Linked DNA regions of Mus musculus: region 1 is linked to region 2. Evidence: chromatin contacts called from public HiCAR-type data. All regions are on one chromosome and are shown on one strand. Each heading gives the region's core, a stretch centred on a gene start, on an enhancer-like site or on the middle of the called end of the contact. The rest is flanking DNA. Distances are from core to core; before and after follow the strand shown.

The links. HiCAR-type assays count read pairs that join an accessible place to other places.
Region 1: a contact with region 2 is called in a HiCAR-type map of PVALB interneurons, with 5 times the contacts expected there. The contact joins the promoter of Vwc2 here to the enhancer-like site in region 2. A contact is called at or near these places in 5 of 484 Hi-C or Micro-C datasets (cerebral cortex, cortical neurons and embryonic stem cells) and 3 of 115 datasets of contacts at active chromatin or transcription factors (PVALB interneurons, SST interneurons and craniofacial prominence).

What each region holds. Positions count from the first base shown.
Region 1 is chr11:11,111,921-11,116,761 of GRCm38.p6, reverse strand. It overlaps Vwc2 (von Willebrand factor C domain containing 2), which reads right to left and starts at 2,746. Exons shown (of 4, transcript NM_177033.3): 1 at 2,253-2,746; 2 at 156-951. The coding sequence starts at 848.
Region 2 is chr11:10,838,403-10,843,147 of GRCm38.p6, reverse strand. No RefSeq gene overlaps it. Among named protein-coding and RNA genes, the nearest start is that of Vwc2, 270 kb to the left of the region's middle. Within about 2 kb of position 1,882, at least 6 of the 459 cell types and tissues checked have an H3K27ac peak or open chromatin away from gene starts, as enhancers often do. A contact at or near this core is called in PVALB interneurons and SST interneurons, where this site is marked.

The DNA of each region.
Region 1 (4,841 bases), core at 1,497-3,996, 270 kb before region 2:
TCTTAAAGGGGTACCAAACTGCCCTCTACTTCTGAGAATGAGGGAGATCATTCTCTTCAAAGAGAGAGGGGTGGGGTGGGGATATGCCACAGAACCAAAGCCATTGTGCCCCTTTTCAGAAGGTGCCAAGTCGCCAGCAGGCGCTTGCCTCTTACCACAAACTCCTCCAAAGTCTGGTAGGTCTTGCCCCGGAACTCGCAGTAGTTCTTCTTCTCCTTGCACTGCGGACAGCACTGGCTGTTGTCGACGTGGATGCAGCGCGGGTGAAGCCGTGGGCACTCTGGCTGTGCGCAAAGGGGCCCCTCCTCCGTACACAGACACGGGCAGGCTGAGGGACCTGGGGCGAACTTCTCCCCGATCGCATACACGAAGCCACTCTCGTCCACACAGCCCTTCCCGCGGTAGTCCGGGTAGGCGTATTCCTCAGGCAGCTCCGGTGTGGGAACGAGTTCCAGGCTGATAGCTTCCTGGGCGGCGGCCGGGGGCTCCCCCTGTGGGGTATCCCCGCGAGGCCGGACCTGCCAGTCCGCGGCCTTGGCGCTCCCGCCCTGGGCAGCCCAGGCCTGCTTCTGCTTGCTCCACGCCTCCCGGCCCGAGAGCGCGCGGCTGCCCTTGCTCTTCCAGTCCCGGGCACTGCTGCCCTCGTCCCTCGAGGCGCGCCCGAGCTCGCTCACCCGCCCCGGGCTGTCCCGAGACGCGTGCTCGCGCTTCTCCTGGCCGGGTTGCTCAGGAGCTTGGGCCAGCTTCTCCAGCGGGATGCTCGGACTGCACAGAGCCACCATCAGGCAGCAGGTGACCAAGAGGGAACTGGAGAGCGCGCCAACTGCCATCGCAGAGGAGCTAGGCATCCCCTACCACGTCCCGGCGGGCGGGCGGGCGGGGAGCGCGGACGATGAGCGAGTCGCATTCACAGCCCGGGGGCGCGCCGCTGCCAGCCTGGAGTCGCCGTCCCTGCGGAGAGAACAGCAGTACAACTGAGCTCCGCGGCTCGCGCGCACCTCGGCCCCGCCGTAGCCCCCTCCCGACCCGGCGCCGCCCGGGCTCTAGCATCCCTCTAGATTAACGAGCTGGACGCCGGGGGCGGGGGCAACTTGCCCAGTGTCTGGTATATAACGAGGTTCTCAGACATCACACATGTGCAGGAATACACAGCAAGCCAAGTTGGAGAAAAACACCGGCCGCGAGGGTCTCCTGCAGTGGAGATTAGTGCTGGAGATGGTCACCGTTAGGATGCGGAGCCCAGAAAAATGCAGCAAGTCGGGCGGGTGCGGGCTGCAAGGCTTGCACTCAAAGCTCAAATCCTGGCACCTGGGCTGGCCCTCCCTAAGTCTTGGCCGCATTTCCCGCAGGTTTCTAAACAGAGAATTCCGCAGTGGAGTTGGAGACTGACAAACGTGCGCGCAAATTAAAGAGAAACCCTTCCTCTCCTGCCCAAGGGGTTTGTGCATGGAAAGGAAGCTGGGGGAGAAGTGAGAGAAAAAGAAAAACACCCCCTTCCAACAAAACCAAAACCTTGCTGCTACTCTGAAGACCCCACAACTCATTTGTAACTTCTTAGATGCCTGCTCTCTAGGGAGTACATGCCCCTCTGTTCTCTAACCTAGGCACTATCTGGGCTTTGCCTGGTTGGCCGGGTCCAGGATTCCTGAGGCTTTACTCCTTAGCCGCTACCCCACTTCCAGTATTGGCTCTTCACTAGGAGATGTGGAGGGTGACTGTGAGCGCTGCTTCCGGCTAGAGCGCTATCTTGGAGTAGCAAATAACCTGGAGGGGTCTTGGTGATGGATAAGTGATGCTCGCCCAGGGAGTACTGAGAAGGAAGGAGGGGAGTGCAGGGTCATAGGACTAGGGCCAAGGCTATCTTACTGAAGGGCCTCTTCCAGCCTTTTGTGGATCTCAAAGTTTCTGCCACCCAAAGGAGTCTAGAGCCCCCCAGGCATCGCTGGGTACAGACATTCCAGTCTCTATTTGCTTCTGCCAAACACTCACCCTCTCCGTGCGCACCAGTGCCTCTGTCCCCCTCTATCTCTGCCAGCCCTTTCTATTAGGACTCCAATTAAGGCTGGCCTCTGGCTCACCGCCAATGCCAGTGGACCTCAGCTCAGGGCGAGTCGCCCATATTTAAAACTTGGCAGGCAGGAAGGGGTCCTCTCCTTCAGATCGGCCATAGAGTACTTTCCGGGGGCGTCCCCATGCCTGCGGTGCGGACCTCCAACATGCACCCTCACCCCGGCGGAGTGGCACCTACATACATGAGCTCAGGACGCAGGAGGGACGCCGGGCTGTAGCGGGCGCGGCCCTGGGGCTCCAGTGCCCATCCTGGTACCGGCCGGGCACCAGCGCAGGGCGGACCGCGGAGAGCACAGTCCGACCTGCGCGCTCCACCAGGCGCATGCACCTAGCTAGAGCATTTGACCCAGCCTGTTCATCTGGCTGCTGGTGGCCGGTAGCCTTCTTGGAGTCCTGTCAGTGCCCGTGTTGCCTTCTGCCTGTCATCCCTGGGTTTCTCCTCCCTGAGTCTCCACCATGAAGCGTGCTCTAGGGAGTCGCCAGAGCCCAGTCTTGCTCTCCTTGCTAGCCAGGCAAAGAATTTCTCCAAACCGAGCTCGCGGACCAGTGGGCAGCCTCTGCGCCCTGGGGGAGAGGAGCAGCTCGGAGCGCGTCCCGAGGGCCAATGGGATTCAGGCTGGCTGAGAGCCGCACGCCCGCCGCCTGTCGCAGCTGCCTAGCGTAGGGCTCACACCCCGCTCCCTCCTCCGCTGCCCACGCTCACGAGGCGTCGCCACCAGGGCTGGCGTTGCCCTGCCCTCGGTGGGTAGGAAACCTGAGCAGCACGCGCTGCCCTGGCAGCCGCTGCTCAGCCCACCTGTCAGGCTCACTCAGGCTTCCTTCTCAGACTTGTCACTCACTCCCCTCTGGACCTTTCATCTTAGCTTTTCTTCTTTCTGTTTATTCTTTTCTTTAAAATCCTCTCCCCTAATTGGCCCCCTCTGGCTTTGCTCTCAGTGAACAGATTGCTTTTGCTGCTGTTGGAAATGTAAACCAAACTGTTGAGTTTGGAATTCCAAGGATGTGTTAGCAGAGACTGTAGGGAGGTTTATTCCACCTTTACATCCAGAAACCCAGAGGAACAGACAAGGACGAACAAGAAAGGTGGAAGATTTCAAACAGCATACACTCTGGTTCTCCTCTACCACAGAGGCTGGCTGCTGCAGCTGCTGCTGGCTTCTTCGAATGCTGATGTCAGTTCGCTCCCCTTTGATCTTGAAGGCAGAATCTGCTTTTTTTTTTTTTTTTTTCCTTTCTTGGATAAAGGACTAAAGGCCAGTGGTATATGTTCAAATTAATCTCCAAAGTGAGATGTCTAAGGAAATATCTATTTCTTGGACAGTGGTTACTCTCCATGCCAACGGTGCTCAGATAGGGACACACAACTTTGCAGGGTCAGGCCTTTGGGAGTGAAGGAACTATTTTCTCCGCCTCTGTGTAGTTGATGAATCAAGGTTTAAGTGGAGACCTGAAAGAATAAGACCTGGAAATTCCTTGGGAGGCTGCTTTTCCTTACATATAGCCACATGCACACTGGCAAAAATTTAGGGAATCTCTATGACCAAGATAATTTGCTGGCTTGTTCCTCAAGACTTGTTTAGCATGCCTTCTTAGACTGACAGTCCAAGGGTGGCACCACTTACAATGGGTTTCTACCTCACACCAATCACTAATTAAGACAATTGTCATAAAGGTTGTCTACAGCCTGATCTTATGCAGGCATTTTCTTGGTTGCTGTTCCTTCCTCGAAAATGACTCCAGCTTGTCTCAAGTTAAAATAAAAACCAATCCGGACGATTAACCCCTTGTCAAGTGACATACAGACCATCACTTTTCAGTTAGAACCTTTCCTTTCTCATTTGTTCCCAAGATGGGTTGTTAATATTAATATTGTGCCAGGTGGTGGTAGTATAAACCTTTAATCCCAGCACCTTAATCCCCGAGAGGCAGGTGAATCTTGAATTAGAGGCCAGCCAGCTCTACAGAGCAAGAGAGTGAGTTAGGATGGTCAGAGCTACATAGGGAAACCCAGTGTCTATAAACCAAAGAAAACTAACATTGCAATATAAAACATACATAACTGAAAGTTCTGCATTCTTTACAAGTCCAAGCACTTTTTAAAAATCAGTCTCTTTAAAATAACTTGTCTCTTTTAGAATCCAAAGCCTCTCTAGCAATCCAGTCTCTATAAAACTTCAAAATCTCGTTGAAAGTTCAAGTCTCTCAACTGTGAGCTATGAAATTAAATGTTATTATTATTATTATTTTTTTATCCCAAGAGGGAAGAACCAGGGCAAAGTCACAATTCTAACAAAGAAAAACTGAAGTCCTGTGGGAAGCCACATGTGCCGTTGCAGAGTGGCGCTGGCTACTGCTGGCCACCACTCATAAGTTTGGACAAACAACCAATGTGTACATATGCAGTAAAGCTTTTTGCCAAGTCACTGCCTAGCCCGGGCATGTTAAAGAGGTACTGAGAATATAACCAATCAGATGTGAGACATGCAAATGAGGTATGTTAATGAGATTCTATGAGGTACTGAGAGAGAGTAGCCAATCAGATGAGGAACATGCAAATGAGGCATAGTGCATAACCAATCCGGGTGTGAGACACACCTCTCCTAGGCCTATATAAGCAGCACCAGTTCTGGGCTCCGGGTCTCTTCACCTCTGCAATCAAGCTCTCCCAATAAACGTGTGCAGAAGGATCCTGTTGCAGCGTCGTTACTGCTGGCCAGTCCAGCGCGCAAGACAAGAAAGTCCAACACTGTAAAGCTCAATGTCAGAAATCT
Region 2 (4,745 bases), core at 633-3,132:
CATCTTCAAACATCAGTTTTTTTCTAATCATTTTATAAGAATTAATAAAAATATAATAACAAAGATGTCTTTACATTATCAGACTCTTTGAAACTATGCTATGGAAATCCAACCACAAATAATAATTGTTCTTATGAAAAATTTTGTAATTTGAATGTGAAAATTCTTACAGACACTAAATATTTATTTTTTAGAAAGGAAAACTCCTATCTTAGACCAACTAACTAGTAAGGTCCCAAGGAACTAACCTGTGTTATTTAATAGCAGAAAGATATCATGTAAAATTGATGTCATTAATAATAAAGAAGGGTGTCATGCAAAGATAACATATGTCAGGATGATCAAATACCCAATCAGCTCACAGCCTTGAGTTCATGTATGTGTGTGTGTAGATGTTTAGGTGTACACATGTTTGTGTGTACTTATATGTATTCAGGTGTAGAATCATATATGGCTGTATGTATTGGGATCAGAACATGTGTGCATAATTCCCACAAAACTGAGGTGTTATTTCTCAGATGCTATCCACTAATTTTAATGAGACAGTGTCTCTCATTGGCCTAGACACTATCATGTAGGCTAAGTTTGTAGAACAGTATCCCCAGGGATCCATTTGTCTCTGCCTCCCTAGTGCTAGGATTATAAAAATGTGCCACCAAATCCAGCTTTTTCATTTAGCTCCTGAGAATTGAACTCAGATCCTCATCGTAGCAATACAAACATTTTTGCATGTAAGCAATCTCTATAGTTTAGTACCTGTTTTTTAGTGTACAGGCCAGAAAATATTTAATTTAGCTTTGTAGCTTTTAAGGTGTGCCGCATTCCCACATTTCTGATGGTGTAGGGAGAAAATAGATGATACAGATAAAACAAAAATGGATGGCTATTCCATTTCATCTTCACTTATGAAGCAGGTAGTAGATGATTGGTGACCATTGGCCTAAAAGAACTTATGAGTATGTAAACAAATGGCCATTCAAGTTCTTCTAGAGAGGGTGCTAGGTCTAACCTTAAGACTAATTATGGGATGTTTACATTTGGTGAATGGCTGATTTAAAAAGCTCAGCGGCATTTGACTTACTGTGGTTAATTTTGCTTTGCAAGTAACAATTAGAACATACTGAGCCTTTCCATGTCCGAGTATTTCCAATTTCTTTCTCTGATTTTATCATTTCATATTTTTGCTATGCGTGTACTTTAAAATTAAAAATTCCTCATAGAGAAAAAGGAGATTAAAACAATCTACTGGACGTAAGCAGGAGCCTCTGCACATCTGTTTCTGATGCCACTCCTAAGCTGATCTTCTTTCGTGCTGTGGATGTAATGGACCTGTTTCCAGAAGGAAGTACTGGCCTTTCTTTCTTCTTTGAAACATGTCAGAGAATTGTATGCTTTCAATAAATAGGGCATATTCCAACCTTGTTGTGTACATTGACATCATAAGATTGAGCCTCAGAATCATAGTCTGAGTATTTACAGTTAACTGTGTTGGTTTTCGTGCAAGTAGTAAAGAATACTGTTTTCCTTTGAATGGGAGAATTAGGATTCTATGTTATGCTGTTTTTTAAATGTGATGAGTAAAGATTTGGATCTGTTTCAGGATTTAAGTTGATAAGCATCCTTAAAGGAGAAAAACAGATTTAGCTTAGAAATATCAATTCATTTGGCTTTTAGAGAACGATTTGCAAATGCAAAGTACTTCCTCTGTGTAAATGGAGGGCTGCAGTTGTATTCTATAAGTAGTATGTGTGAGGCAAGAGGAGAACAACTTTGAACTGTGCCATTTCTAACCCCCTCCTGTAATGGAATCTGGGTTATGCGGGAGCAGGAATGTCATCTAAGGAGGCCAGCTGTCTTCTTAGGTTGTGCCATATATAGGTTCCCCGTGATCTGTGTTCTCATTCCAAGCTTTGCAGCTTCAGCAACTTACAGTTTGAAAGGAACCCGGAGTGGATCAGATGCAGGGAACAAAACAGATGTTGAGTAAGTATCAGGATCCCACTGCAGAATTTTGTAAAATTAGAGTGGGAGCTGGCATCCCAGAGACTGGTACTTCTGCAACTTATTGTACTCGCCTCCTTCCTATCAAGAAATCTTAGTTGGTGGTGTTCACGGCAGTACAATAGCAGCTTTCTGTTGAGTATAAACACATTATTTAACAGTCAGTAAATTTGAAGGTATTAATTATTATTACAACAAATGCCAAGAGTGAAACAAAGGTCAGGATGGTAGCACAGCTAACGGGTGATAACACCTTCAGCATGTCCCTTCCCACTGAGCTTCACTCCCTGTCCTGAGTCACTTTAAAATGTAACCCAGGCTGGCTTACATGTATTTACTTACCAATTAACATATATGAAAATTGACACACAGGTCCCATGATTCTTAGTGTACCTGTACATGATTCTAAGTAACAGATTCCTGGCACAGCAGACAAGATGAGGTGTTTGCTATCCTACACACTAACTGGGAAGTCACATCCAATGCTATCTCCTAAACGGAATTCTTTTCTGTTCAAATCAGTTCAGCATTTATTGAGCATGTACAATGTGGTTAATATGTCATACACATTATTTTATTATCCTCCCACATACATGGACAATCTCATGATACATGAATAATTTATGTTCAAATGTCTTAGTTAATTTTCTCCAAGACTAATAAATCATGATGTGATGCATTGAAGCGAAGCCTTTGGGATGCAGAAGAACCTGTTTCCAATCAAGCTCTACCATTTACTGCCTCACCGATGCCAAATGATTTATCACCTATATCCCAAGCACACACCAGTCTCATCTGATGATTATTCATATGAAAGTGCTTTTAAAACACTATGTGGCTATTCTAAGAAAAATGGCTGAGGAAAATAAGGCTGTCACCTTTGCTTTCTAAACATCAGTCAAATAAAATGAGAAGAAAGAAATTAACATTTAGCTTCAACAACGCTAAAACATCTATAACCCTGAACAACAGTGCATAAGGAGAGGCTGCTGAGTACACTCAAGTGCTAAGTATGGAGCATGATTACACATGCGAGAAACGCTAGCACTCAGGAACCTGAAGTAGGAAACCAGGAGCACTCAAGAACCTGAGGTAGGAAACTGGAAGATCCAAACCAACCCCAGCTATGTAGCATGTTCAAAGCCAGCCTGAAGTACACAGAGAAATGTTATTGAAAACAAAGCAAAATTAGACTTCTGTCTCCGGAGTCTAGCCCAGTACATGAATGGAACTGGAAAAGATGATAATGAATAAGGTGACTCAGACCTAGAAAATTAAAGGTTGCTTGTTCTCTCTGTCTCTCATCTGAGGCTCCTAGTTCCTAAACTTTGGGTATGAGTAAACCTGTGAAGGTGACTGCAGGAGCATGGAAAGGGAAGAGGGACTGTTGCCAGTGTAAGGGAGTGCAGAGCAATAGAGAATGTAATAGCAGATTTTATGCTAGCTTATCAGGGATCTAGGGGAAACGAGGGAGAAGGAAAAGAGATAAATACAGAAGGACAGATGAGGGTTAAACAACAGCAAGGATTATGAAAATCCTAAGCAATCATATGATTAATGTCTCCCTGCCAAAGCCCAGCAGCTCTAATACATGTAAGTCTAATATAAGCCAATATAAATATACATGTACAGTTTAAACAAAATATTTCCATCTGGTCAGACAATGCATATTGCAAAAACCAAAGACAACCTAACCAAGGGGGCGGGGGGGAAACCTGAGTTAGGAGAAGCCCTTTTTTGAGTTATTTGCCAGGGCTTTCCAAGAGACTCCCAAAACAGACAGGTTATTGCTATTACTCTTGGTTGCTCTCCAGGAGTAGATTGTAAGTTCTTATTGGTGAAGATATCATGTACTTCAGGCATAGAGCCCAGAGCACCTTGTATGTAATTCACCTGAAGCTCTACTCTCAGGTGACTAGCTTTCATTACATCAGAAGATGTCATTTCAGCTTCCAAAGCTAAAGAACAACCAAAAATTCTACCCAGTTATAACACTAATGAACAACACCAATGACCAGCATGGTACAATAATCATAATGGTGCAGTCAATTGAAATCAAGTATCTTGGAGGAGACCATGCAATCCACTTTATTAAACCACCATTCTTAAATACACTATAGAAATTTCTCTTTATATCCACATATAAGTGGAGTTATGAATCCTCATCAAGGAAGCTTCTTGTTGCAACAGATTGTAACAATTACAAAAAGCCACAACCAACTACAATGCAGAGATTTGGAGTCTATTCCCAGTGACTACATCAACAAAACAGCTCCTGCATCCTCCTGCAACTAAGGCTTGTGAAACATTTTGGAAGAAGGGGTGGAAAGATTATAAGATCCAGAAGATCAAGGAGTCCTATGTGAGACTGTTTCCTACTAAGTCAGAAGATAGCATACCTCCATAAATTCTTACCAACATGCATATCCAAATATGAGACAAATAAGGTTGACATTAATATATATGCCAAAGTAGATGGGGAATATCACCGAAGATCTCATCCTTACACAATGAATTGCACCCAACTAAGAAATTGTGCAGGAATATTTTCCTTAGAGAAAAGTCCACTATTGGTTATCCAATACTAAGTATTCAGTCCTGAAGGCATACATATGAATGACATTATAAAGAACAATAGGATACACACACACACACACACACACACACACACACACACACACACACATGCGATAATAATTTATAGAAAGAGATGCCATGAGTTTGAAAGAGAAAAAGAAGGTATA